Linked DNA regions of Rattus norvegicus: regions 1 and 2 are each linked to region 3. The links are chromatin contacts, called in public Hi-C maps. All regions are on one chromosome and are shown on one strand. Each heading gives the region's core, a stretch centred on a gene start, on an enhancer-like site or on the middle of the called end of the contact. The rest is flanking DNA. Distances are from core to core; before and after follow the strand shown.

Evidence for each region. Hi-C and Micro-C count contacts between places; a contact is called where the count stands out from the background.
Region 1: a contact with region 3 is called in a Hi-C map of mammary epithelial cells, with 1.9 times the contacts expected there. The contact joins two enhancer-like sites. A contact is called at or near these places in 2 of 12 Hi-C or Micro-C datasets (Schwann cells and mammary epithelial cells).
Region 2: a contact with region 3 is called in a Hi-C map of Schwann cells, with 3 times the contacts expected there. The contact joins two enhancer-like sites. A contact is called at or near these places in 2 of 12 Hi-C or Micro-C datasets (Schwann cells and mammary epithelial cells).

Annotation. Positions count from the first base shown.
Region 1 is chr2:126,346,136-126,349,606 of GRCr8, reverse strand. No RefSeq gene overlaps it. Among named protein-coding and RNA genes, the nearest start is that of Jade1, 120 kb to the left of the region's middle. Within about 2 kb of position 1,371, at least 28 of the 93 cell types and tissues checked have an H3K27ac peak or open chromatin away from gene starts, as enhancers often do.
Region 2 is chr2:126,282,953-126,286,421 of GRCr8, reverse strand. No RefSeq gene overlaps it. Among named protein-coding and RNA genes, the nearest start is that of Jade1, 190 kb to the left of the region's middle. Within about 2 kb of position 1,426, at least 11 of the 93 cell types and tissues checked have an H3K27ac peak or open chromatin away from gene starts, as enhancers often do. A contact at or near this core is called in Schwann cells, where this site is marked.
Region 3 is chr2:126,120,963-126,124,317 of GRCr8, reverse strand. No RefSeq gene overlaps it. Among named protein-coding and RNA genes, the nearest start is that of Pgrmc2, 110 kb to the right of the region's middle. Within about 2 kb of position 1,302, at least 37 of the 93 cell types and tissues checked have an H3K27ac peak or open chromatin away from gene starts, as enhancers often do. A contact at or near this core is called in Schwann cells, where this site is marked.

The DNA of each region.
Region 1 (3,471 bases), core at 122-2,621, 230 kb before region 3:
AGAGAGAGAGAGAGAGAGAGAGAGAGAGAGAGAGAGAGAGAGAGAAAGAGCGCTGCTGTAAAGTCCTAGGTAGGCCTGGTTCTGTCTTGTGGTAACTGTGATAATTGACAATCGGTTTAATCTCTCTAAGCCTCAGTACATTTATCTCTATAAGGAAGCCATTCTGAGGGATACTTTAGGGTTAATGTCACCATAAAGGTTAACTCACTGCAAAGGTTAATTCATGTGTATAAAGTACCCAGTATAGTTCTTGGCAAACAGACGATACTCAATAAATATTGACCCTCTTCGTTTTCTCCTTCCTTTGTAATTAATCTATGTCTAATTCAGGATGTTGTGTTTTAGATATTGCTTGCTGTGAACAAGGGCCATGTATAATGAAACCTCACGGTCTTTTTTATGGACTTCGAGCTTCTCACAAAGTATATGGGTAAGGGAAGAGTGACTCAGGGAACGTCAGAACGGCTCTTCAGTTACTTGTTGACTGGTATTTGACAACGCCTCTCCGAAACGTCCCTCCATGCTCCCCACCTGTCATATTTAGTCATGCATTCACACCCCACTCCTAAACATCCACAAATTCAGAAATAAAACAAACATACAAAGAAATATTTCACATTCTCAACCTGTGGAAGTTTGGGTTTCTAAAATGGGAGTGTCAATTTTTCCTTTTAAATTATTGTTTTATTGTGTGTGCTTGTGCATGTGGACATGTGTGTTTATGCATACATGTGAGCATGAGTACCTGTGGAGTCTAGGAGAGGGCATTGAATCTCCTGGAAACAAATTATTTTGTTATAGCAGCCCAAACAGGGTGTGCTGTTTATATGGTCAACTCAAAGGGATCTAGACTCTCCTAGGAAAAAAATCTCTGAGCACATCTCTTTCTCAAGTGTCTAGATTGGGCTAACAAGGTGGAAGACCGACCCCAAGTATGAGGGATAACATCCTGAGGATTGAATTTCTGACTGAATCAAAAGGAGAACATGAGCTAGCATTGACATTCCTCCAGTACAGTGTAACCTACTGCCTTAAACTCCCACCTTTCTGGACCACACCCTCTTGACCTCAAGCTCAAATAGACCCTTTCTTAAGTTGCTTTTCCCTGGGATTTTTGTCACAGTTATGAGATAAGTGACTATCGAACCTGGGGATGAGAAGAGACTACCCCAACTATGGAATACGGTGACATCAGGAACACTAGTTCAGGTCCTCTGAGTTTTTTCTTGGCAGCTGCCTGCCTATGAGACTAATATCCTCAGTACTAGCTTCCACCGGCTTTTCCGTCTGACCTGGAGCAGCATGCTGTGAGGAACAGCTTGTCCACAGCCCTCAGCTTCAGGGTGTGTTCTCTGAGTGACTCAGCATACTCTTTCCCTGGATTCCAGTGTACAGACATGAGTCAATGATACAGAGCTTGATTCCAACATGCTCCCACTCTCTAAGCACTGTCAAGCAAGAAAGCCAGTATCTGCACCCTAATGAATGTTCAACTATGTCTCAAAGCAGCCAAAGAAAATTTCAGACCATGAAGGACCTCTCTCTTTTCAGAGGTAAGTTGAGTGGACCTCGGAGAGACTGAGTCACTCAAGGCGACATAAATGTTAATGGCAGAACCAGAGCTTGGAGTAAACCCCTGTGTCCTGACCTTTGGTGCATGGTTCTCACTAGAGCACCATATTGCCTCATCTCAGTTAAACATAGTTGAGAATAGATCTCTGCTGTTAGAATTCTTTGGACCTTCTCCTTGGGCTCTGACCCTCCCCTAGGGCTCCATTGTTTGTTTGATCTGGATGGACCTAGTTGTTACTAGTTGTTTGTTCTTTTATCCCATCAGGCAGTGAAGGTTGCACACCCAAGTATACCCCCAAATCCATAGGCTCCAGGAGAACTGAGGGATAATAAGCTGTGATCCCCAACCTTCTAAATCAACACTGTCTAATTGTGAGGCTGTGTTGGTTCTGTGTAGGGTATTTATACTCAGTCTGACATTCTGGGGATTTTGTAGTACCCATTAAACTTTAGTTTTTAATTTTATTTTTAGTCTTCTCTCTCTCTCTCTCTCTCTCTCTCTCTCTCTCTCTCTCTCTCTCTCTCACACACACACACACACACACACACACACACACACACACACACACGCCAAGGGCTCTGTCACTGAACTTCATCTCCAGCTCTTTCTTTTATTTTGAGACAAGGTTTCACTGAATTGTCCTGACTGGCCTTGAGGTTATGGCATTCGCGTGCTTCAGCCTCCTGGGTGCTAAGGTTACAGTCATGAGACACCGTGCCTGGATTCTTTTGGCAACATGTGACTCCTAAGTTTGAAATGTCCTAGAATGATCTAAGTGCTGTGGCAGATGACATTCCACATTAGTATAAATTTTGTCTGATTTATTTTCAAATGTGCATGTTTCCCATGAAAAACATGCATATATAGGACACTGGTTGTAGACATATTTAAATTACTCAGCCATAGAGTATATGTCTACAGTCATGAATTTCCCAACTCAGACAACGACAGAGGGATGAAGCCGGGATAGTTTCGCTCATGCCTGTCTAGTCTGTATGAGGTTCTCTGGGGATGGCTTACTGTGCAGTGCTGTTGCATGAGTGCATCCGGAAGATTTCATGTCGGAAACTTAATCTCCAGTACCATGGTTCTGAGAAGGGAGATCTTGAAGAGGTGTTTTGGTCATGAAGCTCCGCCTCGGATTAATGTCATTGTCACAGAAGTAGGTTTATTGTCACAAGAGGGAGATATAAAAGCAAGCACCCATCAGTCCCAAACTACTTTTCTCTGTTTACCTTAGGATCTCCAGCAAGAAAGCTCTTGCCAGATGCTGGCCCTGAGCTTTGGAATTCCCAGCCCTTAGAGTGAACAAATAGTCTCTCTTCTTTATATATTAACAGTCTCAATTATTCTGTTGGAGCAGCACAAAAGCAGAAGAAAGGAATAGGCAGTGTATGCAGCAGGAGGGACCCCTTGCAAGGAAGGCCAGACCTTGAGAAGCCCAGAGAACAGGCCAGGTGACTGCTTACTGGAAGGTACAGGTGACTGGAACATTCTGGGTGTGGCTCTCTCCCTCTCCCTCTCCCTTTCCCTCTCCCTCTCCCTTTCCCTCTCCCTCTCCCTCTCCCTCTCCCTCTCCTCTACCTCTCCCTCTATCTATGTATGTGTTTCAGGGAGGGAGATAAGGTAGGATGTGTGAACTCACTCTGCACTTTCTGAGATATTCCTTCATGGGTGTTATGTTTTGGCAAGAGCCACTGTCCCAAAAGAAATGACTCTCCCAGCTACAATGTAGAAGACTCAAGGCCCTAAAGTCTAAGGTGTCTTCCTGCCTACTGGCCTGAATGACTGGTTTTTAAGTCCTAATTAGGAGTTCTTGGTTTCCTTTTTCAATATCTAACTTTTTTAGGAGATAAAAAACCAATCATGTTAAAATAGGGTAGCTTTGGTCTTGCTAT
Region 2 (3,469 bases), core at 177-2,676, 160 kb before region 3:
GGATTCCAGGCAGCTAGGATGAGGGTCTTAAAGTTCACCCCCACAGTGACACACCTACTCTAATAGGACCACACCTATTCCAACAGGGCTATACCTTCTAAGAGTGCCACTCCCTGGGCTGAGCATATATAATCCATAACATATTGCATGAAGTGCTTTTGAGACAGTGTCTTTTGTACATAAGGCTGGCCTTGAACCTCTGATCCTTTGACTTGTACCTTCCCAGTGTTGGAATTACCAGTATTCATCATCAAGCATGGGTGTATGGAATCCTGAGCTTTGTGCATGTTAGTCAACCACGCTCCTAAACGAGCTATCCCCAGCTTGGAAGACGGTGATTGGGAGGGGAGAAACAAGGAGGCATTTCTTCTACAACTGCCCCTTGGAGAACAAAGTGTCAGGGTCAAAGAGGGGAAGTAAGCCATCCAGACTCAGGTCTCTCTTTTTGGCTTCCTCTGCCAAGACCCTTTTTCTTCACACAAAACTGATCTAGAGACAAATAAGAGGTTTTTGCTTGATTTTGTTTTTCCCTCATGCAGATGTTTTCTGTGTCCCTCTGGGAAGCAATGAAACAAATACTCTTGTATTCTGAATATTTCCATTCAGGAAAAAGATCGAATAGTAAAAACAAATACATGGGGCTGTTGGTGTAGGGGTTGAGGGTCTTTCTTACTCTTAGCTTCTAAACAAGGACAAAGAATGCACAGAAACCAAAATACTACACAGGAAAGCAAGAGAGAGATATAAGGGAAGATTAAGATGCCACATAAACCAGACAGGAATTATTTACTTGTGATGGGGGCTACGGTGTCTTCTTCTACACCAAACTGTCTGTCTGTTCTACCAGGGAAGTTGCCAGGAGATGGGGGGGGGGGGACAACAGGACATAGAACCTCCAGGGTCTAGGCACAGGATGCTGGTTTCCATTAGAGATGGAAGTGAATAAAGTTCCCCCTCATCAAAAGGATGGACAGATGATTCAGCATCTCAGGACATGGATGAGGGGCAGGAGGGGTGTCTGTCAGGCTCTCCTATTAACTGGGAGTGCAAAGTGCCCCACTGAGAGCGAAGGGGAGCAAGTTAGGATGATGGAAGTTTGAGCAAGGAGGTAGTAGAGGGTTGCTCAGACTTGGTGATCGGGTGACTTCAACAGAACCTCCAAGGACCAAGCTGATGGGTGACAGGGGAGGATGCAAATATGAGCTCTGAGAGCAAGCTGGGCAGGTAGAGAGCCAGTCGGGGCAGTGGGCACCATGCTGGCTGTTCAGAGAAAGTGATGGTCAGGCCCAGAGAGAGGCTGGGATGGAAGGCAGAAGGGGTTTGTGAGGTCACACAAAAGATCTAATTCAGCTGCTACAGTCCTCTGTGTTGTGGAGAAAAGTAGAGAAAATACCACGGTGGGGCAAAGAGAACAATGACAGCTTGTTCTCACCCTCTGGCCACTTTTCTTGCTGATCCAGCCTTCCTCCCCTAAGAGACTATATTCTGTGTTCACGAGCCCCACACCATTAATAGGTCTGGGGTTAACATGATGAAGGCATCCAGTAAAGATTTTTCTCCCTGAGAAGAATTTATGGATGAAGGGAGCTGTGCTTGGCATGTGTGAAACAGGCTAGGCATAGTGGTGCGTAATGCAATCCCAGTGTCTGAGGGGTAGGAGCACAAGAATCAAAGTTCAAGGTCATCCGTGGTTGTATGAGATCCTGTTTCAGAAATAAACAAGCAGAAAGGATAAAAGAACATTCTAGATGAGAGAATTTGCATAGCCTAGTGTATAGCATTTTGCTAGGGTAAATAACAGCTCTGGCAGGTTGGGAAGAGGGCCTGTGCAGACATGATTAAACTCGAGGACTTGAGTTGGGACATCCTCTTATACGGCCCAGATAGGCACAGGAACTCATGGTCTAAAGAACCTCATTTACCTTCAGTGGAAAGACAGAGGATGGTTAGAGAGGTACAGCCTCAGCGCAGGAATGCTGGAACCATCAGAAACGGTGGGAGACGAGGACCACGTTTTCCTACAGAACCTTCAGAGAGTGTTGTACCCGGCCGGCACCTTCATTTCACCTCAGTGACACTGACTTCAGCCTCCTGGAGAATAAGACCCTGTTGTTCTAAGTACCAAGTCTGTGTTAATTGTTACAGAAGCTATGGGTGATCAAATCTGACATGGCTGGGAAAGATGCAATGGCTGGAGTTGCTGCAGCTGTCTTATAACCAGGATGGAACAAGCCTGAGGATTAAATCCAACATCCTGGATGAAACAGAGCAAAAAGACCTGTTGAACTAGTCAATTAGCACACAGCCCTTCAATTTACCGCGTACTATAATAATAAATGTCCCTTTGTTAGGTCCTGGCAGTTGAACACTATGTGACTTACTGCCAAAGGCATTCTAGTTGATAAAGCTCATCCTAAAGGGTAGGAAACTTATGACTCAGGAGCAGTGGCGAAGGCATTGGAGGGGACTTGACCCACTTTCCAAACACAAAGGGAGCATCTACTGAGTGGCTTTCCTTTGACTGTGGAAATGATAGGGAAAGTGGTGGAGCTTGGGCTTTGTTAATTATGCAACAGGCTGCTCAGAGGGTTCGGGAAGAAGGGGAGGGGGAGAGGCTTCTGGAAGGATTAGGTGGATCTGCACAGAGTGTTATTGTGATAAGATTGTACAATGCATGGACAGAGTTTGGAATAGGAAGGTTCATTCTTTGGACAGTGACCAAAGAAAATAGGTATGACGCTTGATGGTTTAAACAGCCCCAAGGCTGCCAGGAAAACCCTTTCACAGATGCCAGGCCTAAAGTGGTTTTCAACTTTAGTGCTCACACAGCAATGTGGTGTTTGTTAAGCACGTCCAAATCCCAACTCAGTAGATCTTGGTAGGATCCATAGACTATGTGTGCAATGACTATCTGGAGTAGGCTAGCTGCCACTGATTCATGGCCATGTTTGAGGTACAGAGTGTAGCCACTTTCTGTTTTGTTTTGTTTTTTACACCAAAATCTACAATAAATATACATCTTTAACATAAACCACACATAAATACCCAAATGCCTCTCTTTCACATGCACAGAATCATATATACAGTTACACACACACACACACATATACACTCACACACACACAGTAGAGTAGCCTGTGTGGAAGGGGGGTTCAGGTACCTGTGTCCCATTAATCAGATTCCAACAAGTAGGTGTTGAGAAATGGAAGATCCCATAGGGTACAGGGAACACAGACTCCACATTAGACAGATAACATGTGCATGTATCTGGAATTGAGCTTCATAAAGTAACCCTTTCAGGATATCCAGCAGCATCTGATGCTTTCCTGGTTTTCTGCTCCATTCAGGGTGCTTTGACTTCTACTCACCCTCTCACAGTTGGGAATCGGGTGCACATTTGTTCAAGGAGTGAGAAGTCCATGGTGTGCGGGACTCTGCCGCCTTTGCCTGTTCAGCATCATGAATACAC
Region 3 (3,355 bases), core at 53-2,552:
CAAAGGAAGCCTTGAGCCTGACAGTGAAAATGGAGGCTGGGTGATCGATATGTGAACTGAAAAATGGCAGATTTGAGTGTATATCCAGTGTCACAGGGCAGGGGTCAGGAACCATGGACAGGTGGAACTATCAGTAGGGCAGGGTGAGGATGCCCTGTGACAACCTCCCATCAGAGGATCTCTATCTGAACTGTCTAGCAGGAACTCGGGCTCCTGTCCTTCCCCACAGAACATCTGGCTGGATCCTCTACTTGCTTTCCAGTTTGTCCGTGTCTCTCGATGTCTCCACAGGGATTGTAGCTATTTTCTGGAGCCCAGCCCTGAAGTGGATTCAACCCAGCAGGCAGCATCTCTGAGCCACAGTAACAGCTTGGGTCTTGCACCTCGAATTTTCACCCATATTCCCAGCTGATAGCTCCATGATGGAAGACAATAAAGGAGGAAGGGGCAACTTACACTTGGCCTTGAGCTCCAGGTTATCTTTGTGAACAAACATCTGGCCTCTTATCCCTACCGTGGGACAAAAAGGATTTCCTCATGTCACAGCTATAATGTGATACATTCTAATGAATAATTATAATGTACAATGTATAATATATAATGTATACATTATAATGCATAATGCACATATAATGTACATTAGAAATGAGGCACTGGATGCAAGCAGAGAACTTGTCACATGGTTAGTGCCCAGTAGATTTTTGCAGTGGGTGGATCATCCCAATCTTGGCCAGTCACAGGCCTGAAACTGCTACACCACAGTGGTTCTCAGCCAGAGGTGATTTTTCCTAGTTACACTGACGGGGTAGGGGTTCCCGAGTTCTGATGGGTGAGAGACCAGGCATGCTGTTGACTTCCTGTGTTGTACAACACAGCCCCTACAAGAAAAAGATCATCTGGCTTAAAGCAGCAGCAAACTCAGAGACTCAGAAACTGCGCCTGGTCCTGGCTGCCCACCTGGATTCCTTTAGCTCCTCGTTAATGTGCCCCACAAGCTGTGGTGACTGAAGCTGGTCTCTATGCCTGACCCCTCCCAAGACTATGCGTTGCCTCCTGAGCTTCCCAGCGCTCAACTGTTGGATTCTGCAAAATGGCCAACAGGTTTCATTACTTTGACTTGAGCTCATCCCAGCAGGACACAGGTAGAACAGCCAAGCTTTCTCGCTGACCAGGAACAGGCAAGAAACTGGTTCCTGCAGGGTCCTGGCTGAGAGCCACAGGAAAGCAGGCACAGCCCGGAGCATTCCACCCAAACTGGCTCCACACCAGACCCAGCCAGTGAGTCACCACCACATGCTGCAGCCTCTCCCCATGACCTTTCTTTATCCCTTCATTAGCTGTAAATCTTTAGGAGTAAAACAGCAGAGAACAGACTGGGAAGGCCCTGGCAGACTAACACCCCAGGCAAATGCCCAAATCAAAATTCAGAGTTAAAAACCCGGGCTCTGAATGTGTGCCAATCATGGCAGGCTAGGCTCTTCAGAGCCGTCTCTGCTAACCAGAGATTTGGACAAATGGAGCTTGTCTCTCTGCATAGTTTAAATCGTGTGGCAACCCTGGAGCATCCTTCAGGAGAAGGAACAGATGTGTTTAGCAATACCCAGATGGCAGGGGACAAATTGAAGGACCTCTGTAACGCTGGCCAGTAACTCATGCTTACACCAAACCACACTGTACCCTGAAAGAAGCCACCCTCTCATCCCCAGCTCCTCTTACATCAAACAGAATAATGAAGTCTCCCCACACAGCGACAGAGAAACAATAACACAGTTTAGTAGGCCGTGCTTCAGCACAAAAGAAAGCAAAAGTGGCTTTCTGCTTTGTGTTTTTATCCTGCCTTTTGGGGAATAGACCACGGAGAAGGGCAGCTGCCTTCCCTGGGGAGTCTCTACCCAGCTTGCCTTTGCCCGAGCTGTCCTTCTCCATATGGAGTCTTCAAAGCTTTGGAAGCAGCTACAGAGCCTGAAGATTCTAGGGCTACCCCAAGGATCCACTGACTCAGCCTTTCTGTGGATAAGGCTTTAGATGGGCCTTGTAAATACACCTTTCACTTCAGTTCTACACATGCCAAAGTCTGAGAACCTTCGAACTGGACAAACCCCAGCGTGGCCCAGGGGGCCGCCTGTTCCCAGAAGAAAGACCAATTCTTTGGCATGCTGCTCTCCACACTGTCACCCCCATCTTTTGCAGGTAGAGCTCCTGGACAAGATAGGACAGAACCAGTGACTCATCTGAAGGAGGCTGTTCCGCCCTCACACTTCTGCTGACAGCCACATGTTGCCATTTGTCCTTCTGGGTTTGGCAACTTCTGGTAACATTGTTAATGTAAAAAGGTCTGAATGTTTTCCCTCTGCTGTAGCTGCCTTCTGCCCTGTGTGAGATCCCATCTCCCTGCCTTGCTACCTAGGAACAAGTCAGGAATAAGCAGCCTGCGATGTAAATTGATCCATCTCTCCCTTGCTCACTCTCGACAGCTGTTTTGAGCTTTCAGTATGTTCTCCAAGTGTTCGGCACGGTGTGCTTTAAATGGTCTTGTGAGAAACCAGTTCAACAGATAAGCCATCAAAGTGACCTTCAAATAATAGCAATGACACATGCAGAGGCTGCCCTCCAAACCCAGGCCTAAGCAGCCGGCCTGTACTGCATGCTTCTCTCTGAAACACCTACATTCTTTTATTTGTTTGTTTCTTGGTGTATACTCATGGTGTGAGGTCCGGGGTTAAAAATATATAAGATTCTTTGAGCACATATACCCACGTGCCACCTTACCTCCCAAGCCCCAATTTAGTCTCCTTTGATTTCTGGACAGTTTTATTTCTACTTTTGTGTCATATATACATAAATGACTCTGTATATTTTCTATATTTTGTGTGAATTCTTGTATATAAAATCTGGGAACCACAAATGATTTAAAAAAATGTGTATTTGTCTTTTAAAACAAATTTGTCAGTCTGCATCCATTTTCTTACAGATAATGTAACATTGTTCTTTTCTCTTGTGGCTAAAAGAATAAAATACCATTCTAAGTAACTACTCACTGAGTATGGTTGTCTAATGGTAAAATCCTTGGGCTTAGCTAGCTGAGTCAGCAGTTAGAAGTGTTTGATGCTCTCTTAGAGAAACTGAGTTCAGTTCCCAACAGCCACATAGGTCAGTTCATAACCCCTCATAATCCCTTTTCTAGCCTCCATCCAAACACATGTGGCATTCATTCACACAGATGCACACATAAATACAAATACCTTTAAAATTAAAACTAAAACTTAAAACTAAAACAAAATCTCCTCACCCTTGTTTGATTATTATTTGCTTGATTGGTTTTATTTCATTTGGTTTGATTTGATTTTTCAAGACA